2 separate regions of the Macaca mulatta genome follow, and region 1 is linked to region 2. The links are chromatin contacts, called in public Hi-C maps. All regions are on one chromosome and are shown on one strand. Each heading gives the region's core, a stretch centred on a gene start, on an enhancer-like site or on the middle of the called end of the contact. The rest is flanking DNA. Distances are from core to core; before and after follow the strand shown. Region 1 holds the start of SFXN5 (sideroflexin 5). Region 2 has its middle 34 kb from the start of NOTO.

The links. A called contact is a pair of places that touch in the nucleus more often than the background predicts.
Region 1: a contact with region 2 is called in a Hi-C map of fetal cortex germinal zone, with 2.3 times the contacts expected there. The contact joins the promoter of SFXN5 here to the enhancer-like site in region 2. A contact is called at or near these places in 8 of 14 Hi-C or Micro-C datasets (CD4 T cells, blood, cortical neurons and 4 more).

Annotation. Positions count from the first base shown.
Region 1 is chr13:51,666,455-51,674,135 of T2T-MMU8v2.0, reverse strand. It overlaps SFXN5 (sideroflexin 5), which reads right to left and starts at 6,246. Exons shown (of 12, transcript XM_077959379.1): 1 at 6,138-6,246.
Region 2 is chr13:51,564,055-51,570,677 of T2T-MMU8v2.0, reverse strand. No RefSeq gene overlaps it. Among named protein-coding and RNA genes, the nearest start is that of NOTO, 34 kb to the right of the region's middle. Within about 2 kb of position 5,142, at least 2 of the 40 cell types and tissues checked have an H3K27ac peak or open chromatin away from gene starts, as enhancers often do. A contact at or near this core is called in fetal cortex germinal zone, where this site is marked.

The DNA of each region.
Region 1 (7,681 bases), core at 4,997-7,496, 100 kb before region 2:
CCTCAAGCAATCCTCCTGCCATGGCCTCTTGAAGTGGTGGAATTACAGGCATGAGCCACTGTACCTGGACAACAATTTTTTTTTTTTTTTTTTGAGACAGCTTCGTTCTTGTTGCCCAGGTTGGAGTGCAATGGCGCAATCTCGGCTCACTGCAACCTCTGCCTCCCAGGTTCAAGCGATTCTCCTGCTTCAGCCCCCTGAGTAGCTAGGATTACAGGCGCCTGCCACCGCGCCCAGCTAATTTTTTGTATTTTTAGTAGAGACCGGGTTTCACCATGTTGGCCAGGCTGGTCTCGAACTCCTGGCATCAAGTGATTTGCCCGCCTTAGCCTCCCAAAGTGCTGGGATTACAAGCATGAGCCATCGTGCCTGGCCCTGGACAACAATTTATTTACAGATGGACTGAAACACAAATGGGAGAAAGTATGTGCATTTGTTTCCTGTCCTGGGGCCCCAACATGGCAAACATGGTATGTGAGCCAGAAGGGAAAACAGTGAGTTCAGGAAAGGAAATGAGCAGAAAAGGAAGAGGAAAGGAAGCAAAGCAGGTCTCAAAGGTTCCCTGGGTGCTGCGCTGTCATCTCCTCCCTTTTATTAGGCAGTTGGGGTAGTGGTTAAATGCAGACTTTAAGTTTACAGGAGAAACAGGCGACAAAGGAACATGCTAACCACTACCAGAGAGATGCCATCAGCTACATTGAGAAGGAGGGGAATTCTACAGGGACGAACAACTGTTTCTTCAACAAAGAGGAAGGGAAAAGAGGAAGAGAGAACTAACAGATTAAAAGATACAAAAGAGGCCAGGTGCAGTAGCTCACGCCTGCAACCCCAGCACTTTGGGAAGCCGAGGCGGGTGGATCACCTGAAGTCAGAAGTTTGAGACCAGCCTGGCCAACATGGCAAAATCCCATCTCTACTAAAAATACACAAATTAGACAGGCGTGGTGGCGTGTGCCCGTAATCCCAGGTACTTAGGAGGCTGATGTAGGAGGATCACTTGAACCCGGGAGGCAGAGGTTGCAGTGAGCTGACATCATGCCACTGCACTCCATCCTGGGTGACAGAGAGAGATTCTGTCTCCAAAATAAATAAATAAAAGATACAAAAGAGATACCCAAAGGTAATAATATGTGGAACTTACGGGATCCTGATTCAAACAAACCAACTACAAATAAATTATGTCATGATCAGGGAAATATAAATAGTGACTGGTTACTTGATGATATTAAGAATTAATGGACCAGACATGGTGGCTCATGCCTGTAAATCCCAGCACTTTGGAAGGGTGAAGCAGAAGAATCGTTAGAGGCCAGGAGTTTGATACCAGCCTGGCAAAACAGCAAGACACCTGTCTCTACAAAAAAAAAAAGAAAGAAAACAAAATATATATATACACACATATACATACACACACACACACACATATATATATGTGGCCATGCATGGTGGCATACCCCTGTAGTTCCAGCTACTCTGGAGGTTGAGGCCTGAGGATTGCTTGAGCCCAGGATCTCAAGGCTGCATTGAGCCATTAATTACTGTTCCACTGTACTCCAGTGTGGGTGATAGACAGAAACCCTGTCTCTAAAAAAAAGAAAAAAGAAATAATGATTTTAGGTGTGTTAAGGGCATGGTTATGTTAAACAAATAAAAAAAACCATTAATATCATGTGATAAAGAGAGCACTTCACCTCTGTGATATTCTTACCTCCAAACCCGTAACTCCGGTCTACCCAAAAGAAAGACATTAGGTAAACCCAAGTTGACGGACACTCTATAAAATATCTTCCAAAATTGTCAAGGTCATCAAAAACAAGCAAAGTCTGAGAAACTGTCCCAGGTACTATGACTGCCACAGACCAGAGGAGGCTAAAGAGACATAATGACTAAAGGTAACATGTTCCTGGATGGGATCCTGGGACAGAAAGGAGACATTAGTGTAAAAAAATAGTAAAGTTAAGTCTGGAGTGTAGTTAATGATAACGTACCAATGTTAGTTTCTTAGTTTTGAAAAATATAAAGTGGCAATGCAAGACGATAATAGAGGACAATGGGTGAGGGCTAGGCAGGAATTGTCTTTTGACTTCTCTAAGTGTGAAATTATTCCAAAACAAAGAAGTTTATTTGAAAAAAACCTAACCAAAGAGTCCTTATTTTTTAGAGACACCTACTAGTAGGTTCAATGAAATGATGGGATATTTGGGCTTTGCTTCAGAATAATTCATTGGTTGGGTTGTGGGGATGGGTGTATAGATGAAACAAGGCTGGCTTTAAGTGGGCAACTGTTGAAGCTGGATGATGGGTGCATAGGGGTTCACCGACAACTGTCTCCAGATTAGTATGTTTGTAAACTTCCATAATAAAGTTGACAACAAACAAATAAACAAACAAACATGAACTCTGGAGCCAGACTTTCTGGGAAGTTACTTAATCTGTTTGTGTGCTGCAGTTTTCTTACCCATAAATTGGAGATCATTGCACCTGCCTCACAGTGTTGTTGTGAAAATTCAGTAAGTCAATACACAAAAAGGCTGGAATGATGCCTGGCTATTGTCACCATCTTACAGAGAGAAAGATGGTCACAGACCACCAACACCCATCACCCTTTCTTCACACTCTGACCCTCCACAGCCTCCACCCTCTTTCTCCCCCTGTTCTCTTGCACAGGGAGACCCCTGAGGGAATAAAGAGGAGTTCTAGAGTGACTCCAAGGAATAAGGAAAGACCTTGTTGGGGAATAAGAGTCATGTCCCTGGCATGGGTGCTGGGAATGAATCCTGGATTATCAACTACTTTGAAGCAGGCTTCTGTCAGGCCAGCACAAGGTACTATAAGCATATATTACACAATTATTACATGCCAGAGCAGGACACAGAGATGTGGGCTGGGCCCTAAAGGAGCTCATCAACCCAGTATATACATGGCCAATCTTTGTGTCTTTAGACTCACCTCCTTAAAGACACCCCAACTCTGGAATATCTCAGCACTGATTAATCTTACACTGTCAAACATGCCCCCACTTGGTTGCAATTTTATAAGATCCCTAAGGGACAATTTGGAGAAAAGTTGGTCCACCTTTCCAATCACAACCTTACAAGTCAATTTAATTCAAGTCCACAAAGCCCTACTGAATTGTCTCCAGGATATTCATGTATACAACAAACCTTCATTAAGTACCTCTTAACTACCAGGCACTGTGATGAGCCTTGGAGGGTCAACAGGGAGTGAAGGCAGGCACAGCCTCCACTTCCACAAAGTCCACAGTTGAAAGGGAAACACAGATGGCAAAGAAATACTCATCACAAATCAATGTATACACTGAGATAGGTGTTTGCAGTAAGGAAACAGTCAAAAATTCAACCTGGGAGTGGCAGGAGGCTTCTCCAAGAAAGTGATGCTTCATGGATACACCAGGGATGAGGAAGAGTGGGAACAAGAGTTGCGGGCAGAGGAAGAGGTGATGTTCCAAGCAGATGGCCCAGTGGTGGGAGGGAACATGGTGGGTTCAGAGGCTGAAAAGCAGCCAGTGTGATGTGAAGGAGGGTGCGAGGTGTGGGTGGTTGGGTGGTGGGATTCAAGGAAGTAGTAGTCAGTGGGGTGGGCCATGTATACTTTGGGGGCCCCTTCAGAAGTTAGGTCTTTATCTCAGAAGCAGGGGAAGCCATTGGAGGGTATTTAAATGTGCAAGGGTGTGGGGAGTCCCTTGATCAGATCTGTATCGTGGGGACTCTGCCTTGCAGAAGGAGGAAGGACTGGAAGAGGGACAGAGTGGAAGCAGGGAGACATGTTGTGACGCTACTGCAGTGACCCAGGAAGTAGACGATGGGGGCTTGGTTTAGGATTCTGGCAGTAGAGATGGGTGGACTTGAGAGCTGTGTAAGAGGCAAGATCACTGGGCCTCTGGTTGCACTTAAAGGGTGAGGGAGAAGAAGGAAAGAACAGGCAGCTCCCAGGCTTCTGGCTGCACTGATTGGGTGACAAGTTGGGCTGCTTGCAGAGCCAGGGAGCCATGCGGCAGGAGCAGGTGTGGACTAGAGAGAAGATCCTTAACATGGATGAATCAGATGCAACATGCTTTATGCAGGTTACTATGCTGGGGAGGGGAGCTTCAAAAGTGGATACAACAAACACTAAATTTTACTGCCTGCAGGAGCAGTGCCAGGAAGAAGTACCATAATGGCTGCAGGAATAGGGTAGCCTCAAATGTTTATCTATTGCTCTAGAGCAGTGCTCACAGTAAAGGGCTCAGTCATATAAGCTACTAAGACATATTTGATAAACGTCCGTTGGGTAACTGAATGTCCCAAGTGCCACATACAGATAACAGACACCAAGGAAAAAAAAAAAACCACACAAATCTTTTACTCGGCACATTACTATATGCCTAACTTGTCTCTATCAGGGCAAGACAGAGACAGAGAAGGCCAAGTTCAGCCCCTTCTCGCAAAAGGACTGCAGGGGATTTGAGGAAACCAAGTCATCACACAGCAAACATTTAGAAGACCACAGGGCACTGTATGGAGAGCTATGAGGATTCGACTCAGGTGGCCAAAGAGGTGTGCGGGAGGGAGTCTGCAATCTCATGGGACCAGAGGGAAAAAGGGACCAGAGACATAGGGAGCAAGTGTTTGCCTGAGAGGCAGGCCCGACTGAGCCTGTAAGGATGAGCAGAATGGGGGTGGGAGCGGTGATAGGCAATGTAATAAGGTCACTCAAGTCCAAGCAGGGACACCCCGACAATCTCACCCTAGATGGCCTCCTACACTGGAAGGAAGATGTCAGTCTCACCTCGGATACCTACATGCTGAGATGGCCTACTTTTAAAAGGAATTAAAGTCCTGTTAAGAAACACTGGGGACATTTTTTTCAGACGGCTCAGGAGCCAAGTTCCCTAATTATCAGCAAAGCTCGGGGTCCCCCTTTGCTGGAACCAATCCCCCTTCCACCACCACAACAAAAAAAATTAAAAAAAAAAAAAAAAAAAGCCACCGCACCGACCTTTGTACAATTTCCTTTCTTCCTGCAAAGTTCTTTTCTGGCCGCCTCGGCTGCCGCCCACCCCCGGCAAGCCCCGGTTCACTTCAGCGGTCTCTCTGCCCGTTTCCCAATAAATTCCGTCTCCTCGGTGCAGGAGGCACGGGAGCCCGAGGGTCTGCGGCGCGGGAGCGGCCCCTCCCCGGCTCCGGTCTCCGGGCCCAGCCAGGCGCCCGGGCTCCGCGTTGCACCCCTGCCTCCGCAGTCCAGGGCCGAGTCGGCGACGCCCCAGCGGGGGTCCCGGAGGGAAAGGACCCCTGTCGCCGTGCCCCGAAGAGCCCGAGCGGGTGTGCCCAGAGCCAGTGCCCGGCGACGCAGGGGCCCAGGCGCGGGAGACCCTCCGCAGAGGAAGCAGCGAGGGAGAGGCTGGGGGGGTTCCTGGGCGACAGCCCCTCGGAGGGACGACGGCCCCAGGGGATGACACAGCGTTTCCCTCACACGCCCTGGCTACATCCCCGCAGGGCATCGGCCGGCTTGCTGCGCCAGCGAATCCTCAACCCAAGAAGGGGAGCAGGGACAGGGGACGCCAGACCGCCGCTCGCCTCGGCACTCGCCCCCCCAACCTGCCGCGCGCGCCGGGCCCGGCTTGGGGGCCAGGGCTGGGGAGTGACCGCTGGGCGCGACGCTGCCCGGCGGTTCCGCCAGCAGCTCGAAAGGAACGTCAGTCCCCACCAGGGGAAAAAGTTAGAAGGCATCCCGGCCACGCCAACTTCCCTTCCAGGGCCGGACTAGAACTTTGCGCCCGGGGCGGGCGGCTGCACAACCCGGAGCGACCCTGAGCAGCCGCTCGAAGCCGGGCGCTCCGGACCTTGACCGCAGCCAGCGGTGGCCAATCACAGGGCGCCGCGGGCGGGAAAGGCTAGAGGGCGCGGACAGCCGGGGAGTGACGGCGCCAAGGACCAATGGGAAGCCACGGTGAGAGTCCGTGCCCGCCCCGCTGACCAATGGGAAAAGGGTGGCTGTGGCCGAAGTCCCCCCCGGGCTAGCTGCAGGCTCCGCTGGCCGCCGGTGGGAGACCCTCGGGCGGAAGGGGACTTTGGAGGGGAGTTTGCTGGTCGTCTCTCTGCCACCCGCCGGCCCGCAGACCACAGCCCGGTCCTCACCTGCTGGAAGCGGGGTTTGCCCAGTTGGAAAGGAGGTGCATCGCTCGAGGCGTTAGCGGCACTAGCCGCCGCCGCCGATGCTGTAGTCGCTGTATCCGCCATGGCCACTGACGCCCGCAATCTCCGGCCCTTTTAAAATGTCCCTCCTCGGCCCCCGCCACAGCTGCCTCTCCCGATTGGCCCTAAGCAACCGCAGCGAGCGGGAGGCGCAAGGGGTTGTGGGGAGTGTAGTTTTTCGCGTCCCGACGCTTGCAACGCTAGACTGCAGAGAGTTACGGCCGTCCAGGGAGGTCTAGGTGCCCGCTGTCCGCGTTGCAAGGCGCAAGGTCGGCAGCCCAGGAAGGGTGTTCCTGTACGACGACCACGGGCGACCCCTCGCTGCTTACTTGCCCCCAGAAGTTAGAGTGGCTGCCGTGGGCGTCGCTCCTGGGGCCAGGCAGCCCAGAAGGGTCCCATTCAAGTGGGCCCGACTTGGGACCAGATGGGCAAAGACTCCAGGCGGAGTAGGGTTAACCTCGGAAGGCTTTCTGCAAGGAGTTGCACTGCGGAACCTTCTCGTCGTTTCCTCCGTCGCCACCCTGCCCACTCGTCCTGTGCTCTCCCGCTGTCCTGACACTCAGTTCCTGGAGCATGCTGGGGCCTGCCCACCCCGCGACCCCTGAACATTCTGTACCGAGAAGACTAAATCTTCGCCTGATGCTGGCTCTCTTTCTGGCTTTAGCCTAAACATTGCATTTCCCAGTCCATCACTCTGCTTCCACAAAATCCCATGGAGGCTCCGTGGCACCCAGCACTTCTCTTTTGCACTCACAATTACTTACTGTTCTGGATAGTCTTTCTTACTGTAAGGTTCACAGGGCAGGGGCTATGACTTTTTGATTCACTTCAGTTTTCTGAGCCAGACGTAAGAGGGCTCACAGTAGAGACTCAAAAGTGTTGGCTGTGAGTTCATCAGTGGGGGATTAAGAGCCCTGACAGCCTTCACCTTGTCTGGCCAACCAAGGAAGATCCCTCCTGGGCCTAATTCCCGGGCAGGAGAAGAACCTGGGACTAGGGCGGGTGGGGAGGGCGTTAGGTAAGGGGGAGTATTACAGATTGTGGAGTAAGCACCAGCATGGATAATGAACACACACAGTTGTAGAATGGATTAGCTGGAGATTCCCAGCTGAATTACCTGGTCAGTGAGCCAGACTTGGGGAGTGGAGAAGCTGCCTCTTTTGCCCAAGATGACAGTAGAAATATTTGGTCTTCTAGGGAACCCCACTTGGGGTCTCATTAGTCTCATGGTGGACTGCAGGGTTGGCTCATGTCTGCCAGTGTTTCTGGACACTACACGGGCTGTGGCAGTCAAAGTTTTTCATCCCCTAGTAGTTGAACCACAAGAAATACTTTTCATAAAGCTGGAGGGAGATTTTAGCTAGCCATGAAGAACAATTTGTATCTTGGATTTGTATCTTATCTTCCCCTGCTAGACCATGCAATTTGAGAATAGGAATCTATTTCTTACCCTCTGTATTACCAATAAATGGGCCCATCTTAGGTGC
Region 2 (6,623 bases), core at 3,893-6,392:
GTACTGGTATCTGCATTTTTTCACTTTATGGTATCTGATAGATCTTTTCCCATCTATACAGGAAAATGTATCTTGTTCTTTTTAAGGGCTGAGTGATATTCCACAGGATGAATGTATTTAGCCTCTCCCCTCGGGGTTCCTTACCTGACTGTCTGGTTAGGAGAGCAGCTCAGCTCTGTAAGTCCTCATAACTCAAGACCACCCATTAGAAAGAAACCTGTGTCCCTTCCTTTCCCCTTCCTTGAAGGAACAAGGACCCTGCTGTGGGGTATGGGAAGAATAGGGGGAGAGGGAAACCTTGAAGGACTAAATATTCAATAGAAAGGCTCCAGAAGGCTCTAATGCCACTTCCTGTGAGTCTCAGCCTCCCCTCAGCCTCCTGTCTAAACACCCCTTCTTCCCTTCCTTCTCAGGTGCATTTATCTCCCTCATCCTGTACAGAAGCATCAGGGGCACTCCGTGCAGAGGCAACAGGGCAGTCTACCCTAGGCTCCTTGTGTCAGCAGCAGCCCCGGCCTGGCATGAGGAAGCCTCCAGGACTGGAAGGCGAGAGGCGAGGATGCTTAGCAACACTTGGAGTTAATTATTTAATTGGGTGAAACATCCATTAGGGAGGATTCTCACTTCCCAGACAGCCTGTGAGTAAACATGTCGAGAAGAGAAGAGTGAGGTGTTGGCGAAAGCTGCCATTCACCCTGGCTCCTCCCCTGCCCCCCTACTCCCCAGCTGGGGAAAGGGACCCCGAAGGATTTTGCCCAGATGTTTCTTCAGGCTGGGCCAGGACAAAATGGCCAGGGAGGCCGCAGGGGAGACAGACTGTGTCCACAAGGAAGGAAGACGTGGCTCAAGGCCCGGAGCTCCACTTGTAGCAGATAGGAGGAACCACACTGTCAGGAAAACCCAGCTCACCAGGTAGCTCACGCGAGAGGTGATTTCATTTGAGAACCCAGTTACAACAGTGTTGGAAAAGCCGAAACCAGGGGAGGGTGAGGCAACTCGAAGATTAGCAATTTCAGGAAAGGGCTATTACCCATAGATCTAGACAGTCAGAGCAGGGAGATAGTATTTACGTGACTCCAGGAGCTGGGGTGCCAGGGCAGAGCTTTAACTGTGGAGGGGCCAATGGCTGGGAGCTGGGAGGCTGTGGTGCGGGTGTTGCCTGGCAGAAGCTGGCTCCACAAAATAGATGCCACTGGAAGCAGAGAGAGGACAAGAAATACTCTGGCATTCCCCTTATCTCACCCTCCAGTTTATCACCAGTGTATTGCGTTGGTTGAACCCAACAAGAAACCAGTGGACAAGGCACTGTGCATGTGGACAAGGGAAATGTAATTTGCAGGAGTCAGCTTCCTGCATACAAGACAAAGCAGGGCAAGGGAAGGGAATGAACGATGCACAAAGAGGCAAATGTCCAGCATGTGCTTGGGCAGCTCAGAGGCCAGCCATGGTGCCAGGTCAGCTGGTATGAGGCATGAGGATTTCTTAGGGAGAGGGGGACCTACGCTAGGTACTGTGCTGTGGGGGTGCAGGAGAAAGAGATGGTTTAGTTTATTCCTGTGCCTGTAAGGATTTATGTAGAAAGCCCCTCTGAACATTTTTAACCAAAGAGAGATTTTTTTTTTTTGAGACAGGCTAGAGTGCAGTGGCATGATCATAGCTCACTGCAACCTCAATCTCCTGGGCTCAAGCCATCCTCCCACCTCAGTCTCCCAAGAAGCTGGGACTATAGACACACACCACCACGCCCAGCTGATTTTTTTTTTTTTTTTTCAGACAGGCTAGAGTGCAGTGGCATGATCATAGCTCACTGCAGCCTCAATCTCCTGGACTCAAGCCATTCTCCCACCTCAGCCTCCAAAAAAGCTGAGACTATAGGCCCACACTACCACACCCCGCTAATTTTTTTTTTTTTTTTTTTGAGACAGAGTCTCGCTCTGTCACCAGGCTGGAGTACAATGGCGCGATCTTAGCTCACTGCAACCTCTGCCTCCAGGGTTCAAGCGATTCTCCTGCCTCAGCCTCCTGAGTAGCTGGGACTACAGGCACGTGCCACCATGCCCAGCTAATTTTTGTATTTTTAGTAGAGACGAGGTTTCACCATGTTGGCCAGGATGGTCTCTATCTCTTGACCTCGCAATCTGCCCGCCTCGGCCTCCCAAAGTGCTGGGATTACAGGCGTGAGCCACCGTGCCCGACCCCTGCTAATTTTTTTAACTTATTTTTTGTAGAGATGGGGGGTCTTGCTGTATTGCCCAGACTGGTCTCAAACTTCTGGGCTCAAGTGATCCTCCTACCTCAGCCTCCCAAAATGCGGGATTCCAGGCATGATCCACTGCACCCAGCCACCAAAGAGAGACTTAATAGAGAATTCGATACTTTCGAAATTGTTGGAAAAGCCAGAATGGTGGGTTCTAACCTGAACATCCAGGAAGGAATTCCAAAATTCTGAACTAACTCCCAGTGGCACTACAACCTCTGAGACCACCCCTTGAATTGAGTTTGAAACCACTGTAGCTGCAATACAAAGATCAAGAAACCCAGAATCAGCTGGACACAGTGGCTTATACCTGTAATCTGAAGTTGGAGGCTGAGACCCCATCTCTACAGAAAATGTAAAAATTAGCTGGGCATGGTGGCACCTGTAGTCCCAGCTACTTAAGAAGCTGAGTTGGGAGGATCGCTTGAACCCAGGAGATTGAGGCTGCAGTGAGTCATGATTGCACCACTGCACTCCAGCCTGGGCGACAGAGTGAGACTCTATCTCTCAAGAAAAAAGCAAAGAAAAGAAAAGAAGAAAGGAAAAGGAAAGGGAAGGAAGGAAGGAAAGAAGGCAGGAAGGCAGGAAGGAAGGAAGGAAGGGGAAGGGAGGGGAGGGGAGGGAAGAAAAAGGAAGGAAGGGAAGGGACAGGAAGGGAAGGAAGGAAGGAAGGAGGGAGGGAAGGAAGGAAGGAAGGAAGGAAGGAAGGAAGGAAGGAAGGAAGGAAGGAAGGAAGGAAGGAAGAAAGAAAGGAAGGAAGGAAGGAAGGAAGGCAGGCAGGCACGCAGGCCGGCCGGCCAGAATCAAGCCATTACTGAAACCAGAATAACAGCTTTTGCCTCTTGACACCCAGAAGCTAGAAGATGGACAATGGTAATCTGGTGCAGAAAAAGGTAATCGTGTTTCTACTATCTTGCTAGCCATTAGAAACCCAGGGCAGGAAAGAGTCTCATGTCCACCTTCCCAGTTTCAGGAGTCTAACTGATCAGTATTACCCAATTCACTTCCAGAAGCCTAGCTGCAAGGGAATCTGGGAGATGCAGCTCTTAATTTTCCAGCCTCTCCAGACAAAAGGAGGGTGGCATGGGAGGCTGAGGGAGCCTGTCCTAAGTGCCCACCACACCACTCTTGGGAAATTGCTATCAGGTGGAGGAAACAGTGTAAGAATGCAGGCTACACCGTGTGACCAGGACTCCAAAGGCTATGGAAGTTCTAGGAGGGCAGCTGTTCCAACTGACTGTGGCATTCTGAAGCTTCCCGGAGGCTTCCCAGAGCACAAGCTAACAGGTATGCACATTCAGGTGGGCCAGTCCGGGGTCAGGGCTTTACTTGTACCAGCTTGATTGGTCTTCTCACTCACCTCACAAGACAGGCCCCACTACAATCCCATTTACCCACAGGGAAACTAAAGCTCAAGGAGGTTAAATCACCCACCCAAGAGCACATCCGACAAAAGGCAGAGCAGTGTTCTTTGGCTGGGTGTGAAGAGATGGGTGGAAAGAGAGGAGATAGGAGGCAGGAGGGAGCTGAAGACCCTCCAGGTGAGGGCCCAGTATGAGCAGAGGCAGCGGGAGGATGAGAGTGGTGAACAGGGCACTCGATGAGCAGGAGGTCTGGTGGGGAGTGGGCAAGCTGAGGAACAGGGCAGACAAGGTGGGAGGCCATGCTCAGGCGGGGACTTCCTGCTGCACACACCATAAAGGGTGGTAACGGGGCCCCGAGGGAAGGGCAGCTGCAGGGGCTTGACCCAGGCAGGAGCTCATGGGGACAGGGCAGGGACTGGGAGGCCACACTGCTGAGGGAAAAAGTAGGGCCAGGACCCAAGCAGGAGGTTGAGGCCAGGTAAGCACCGTAACAGCGGGGAGCCTCACCCAAGTGGGAGCTGTTTTTTCCACCACCAAGTAAACATCATCTCTAGGCTGAAGGATGGGTACCTCCAAGGGGAAACCACCATGCTGACAGCTGTTCAGGCACTGGGGCTCCTGCCTATGGCACCCACAACCCCAGCGTCTAGCCCTAGTCAGCTGGGACCCTTCTCAGGGTCTCAGAAACCTCTCTCTTCACTTGAGAAAGGCTTCAACCCTCCTTCAGAAGGCCTCATTATGTTACCTCCAACAGGCTTTGAGGCTGCCCCTTAGCTGCTGGAGCCAGGTCAGCTGCATGGGTGTGTGGCCTGCTTGGTGTCATAATGTTCTGCCACAACTATCTCGAAATTCTCCATGATTTTTGGGCAAATTTCCCTGCATTTCATTTTGCACTGGGTCCTGCAAATTATGCAGTGAGTCCTGCCTGGGACAAAGGATAATTTAAGAAAGTTTTCCATGACTCCTAGGGACAGGGGGCGCTCCACATGGACCTTTCATGGAGGGTGGATTGAAGGACATGAAAGGCATTTCTTGTCCTTCCATCCCCGCTTCTCCGAGCCCCACATACACCGGGCATGTTCCTTTATAAACCTGCCATTCTCCAGCTCCTGCACCCAGGCCTGTTCTAAGCCCTGAGAAGCAGTGTGTGTGTCATCTGTTTAGTGCACGTTGACCATGCACACAGTAGGGGCTCCATGGGGCATGCTGACCCCAACCCGAAGGCCAGGCTGGGTGGAAAGACTGATGGCCTCCGCAAGGGTCCCCTTCTGCAGCCTGGGCAGGAATGGAGGAGAGGAGAGAAGGGAGGGAGACTGTGCCTGTGGGTGTGTGTGTGTGTGTGTGTGTGTGTGTGTGTGTGTGTGTGACCGAGGAAGGGAGGGGGCGCATAAAACAGAAACAAATAAAGAGTTCAAATGTGAAACGATTAAAAAAATAAATCGAAGGGAGTGAGATAAGGCAGTGGAGCCTCTGCTCCCTAGTTAACATTCATTGGATTGAATAATCAGGCTTCATTATCTCAAATTGTCTGCATATTTGCCCTCAAAATGCTAATTTACAGTTGGCTGGGAGCAGTCTCAGCCTATTTTGACTAAAATATTATTTCACTTTATTGAGCATTGTTTTTAGCTGTCGGGCATCTTGGTTTGCGAGGGGAAGGAGGGGAAGAACTAGAGGGAGAGAGGAAAACATTTTCTATCAAAGCTCTGCCCCGCTCAAGTCTGATTATGGGCTCCCTGTTTTGCGTAGAAATGGCATTTCTAAGCCTCCAAGTAAAATTAGAGTCTTTATCATTTTCTTTTAGGGGATAGACAGTTTATCATTAATCTCGGAGAAGGAAATAGGAGAAATGATTTTTTTTGTTTTACCGAAAGGGTGAAAAATCTTGCTCATCACTTCCCCCTCCCTTCTGGGTGTGGAGGCATCAGCTACCTCCTCCTCCTCCACTTTCTCTGTGACCTGTAAAGGCTGGAATTCTCTGCCTTTTGCCCTTGTCTGTCCTCCAGGCCCTAGTGACCAAAAAAAAAAAAGGTCCTTTGCTACTTGCATCAGCTCTGGAGTTTTGGCTGAGTTTCCCAGAATCTCAGCCCTGGGAATCTAAAGATGCGGGCTCCTATTTTTTTTTTTAAGAGATGGGGGTCTCACTATGTTGCCTAGGCTGATCTTGAACTCCTGATCTCAAGCGATCCTCTTGTATCAGCCTCCCAAAGTGCTGGGATTACAGGTGTGAGTCACCATGCCCAGCCAGGCTCTTAATTTGATTAGTTAAGAAAGACATTGAGTTAAGAAAGACACAGCCCTCCTTGGAGCTAAAAGTCCACAGTAACCAAGCATCTTTGTTCACACCTGAGCATGGTGTTTCAGAGAGTAATGTGTCGGCCCCGAGCTGGGTTTTTGGTCTGAGGATGGACCACACTGAGTTGTCCACACCCTCTACCCCCCCACCCAGCTTCCCTTGGGAATGGGGACAGGAGCTGGTGAAAGGCCAGCCTGGGTCTGTCCTAGTCAAAGGTAAAAGAGACTTAAATTCATTTTATTCCAACCCTCTTAGGTGACAAAACTGAAGCCAGAAAGTAGTAGTTGGAGGTTACGAATCTAGCTGGTACGTTGCTGCTGCTACTCGGGAGCTTCTCTCTTCTCCTCTTTCAAGCTTCTTTCTGAACACTCTTTCTGGTCTACCCGCCCTCTTCTGTTTTGTCTTATCTTCTTGGTCATCATTATAGTCCTGCTGTAACTGATGAGTGGCCATTCTAGCACTCTGTGGAGCAGGAAGGTTGTGGCTTGCTGGTGCCATCTGCCCTGACTTTGCTGTCAAGACCAGTCCAGGACCCAGGAGACAGGATGCCCAGCCAACAGGCCTCCAGCTATCCTGCTGCACAGCCAGTCCCTTCTGGTCAAGCCTTCTCTCTCCTCCAAGTCGTGGGACCATGTCTCCTTCTCAGCCCCCCAGTCCTCTGCCAGCCCCAGATATAGTAGAAGATCACAGGTTCCCAGGCCAATAT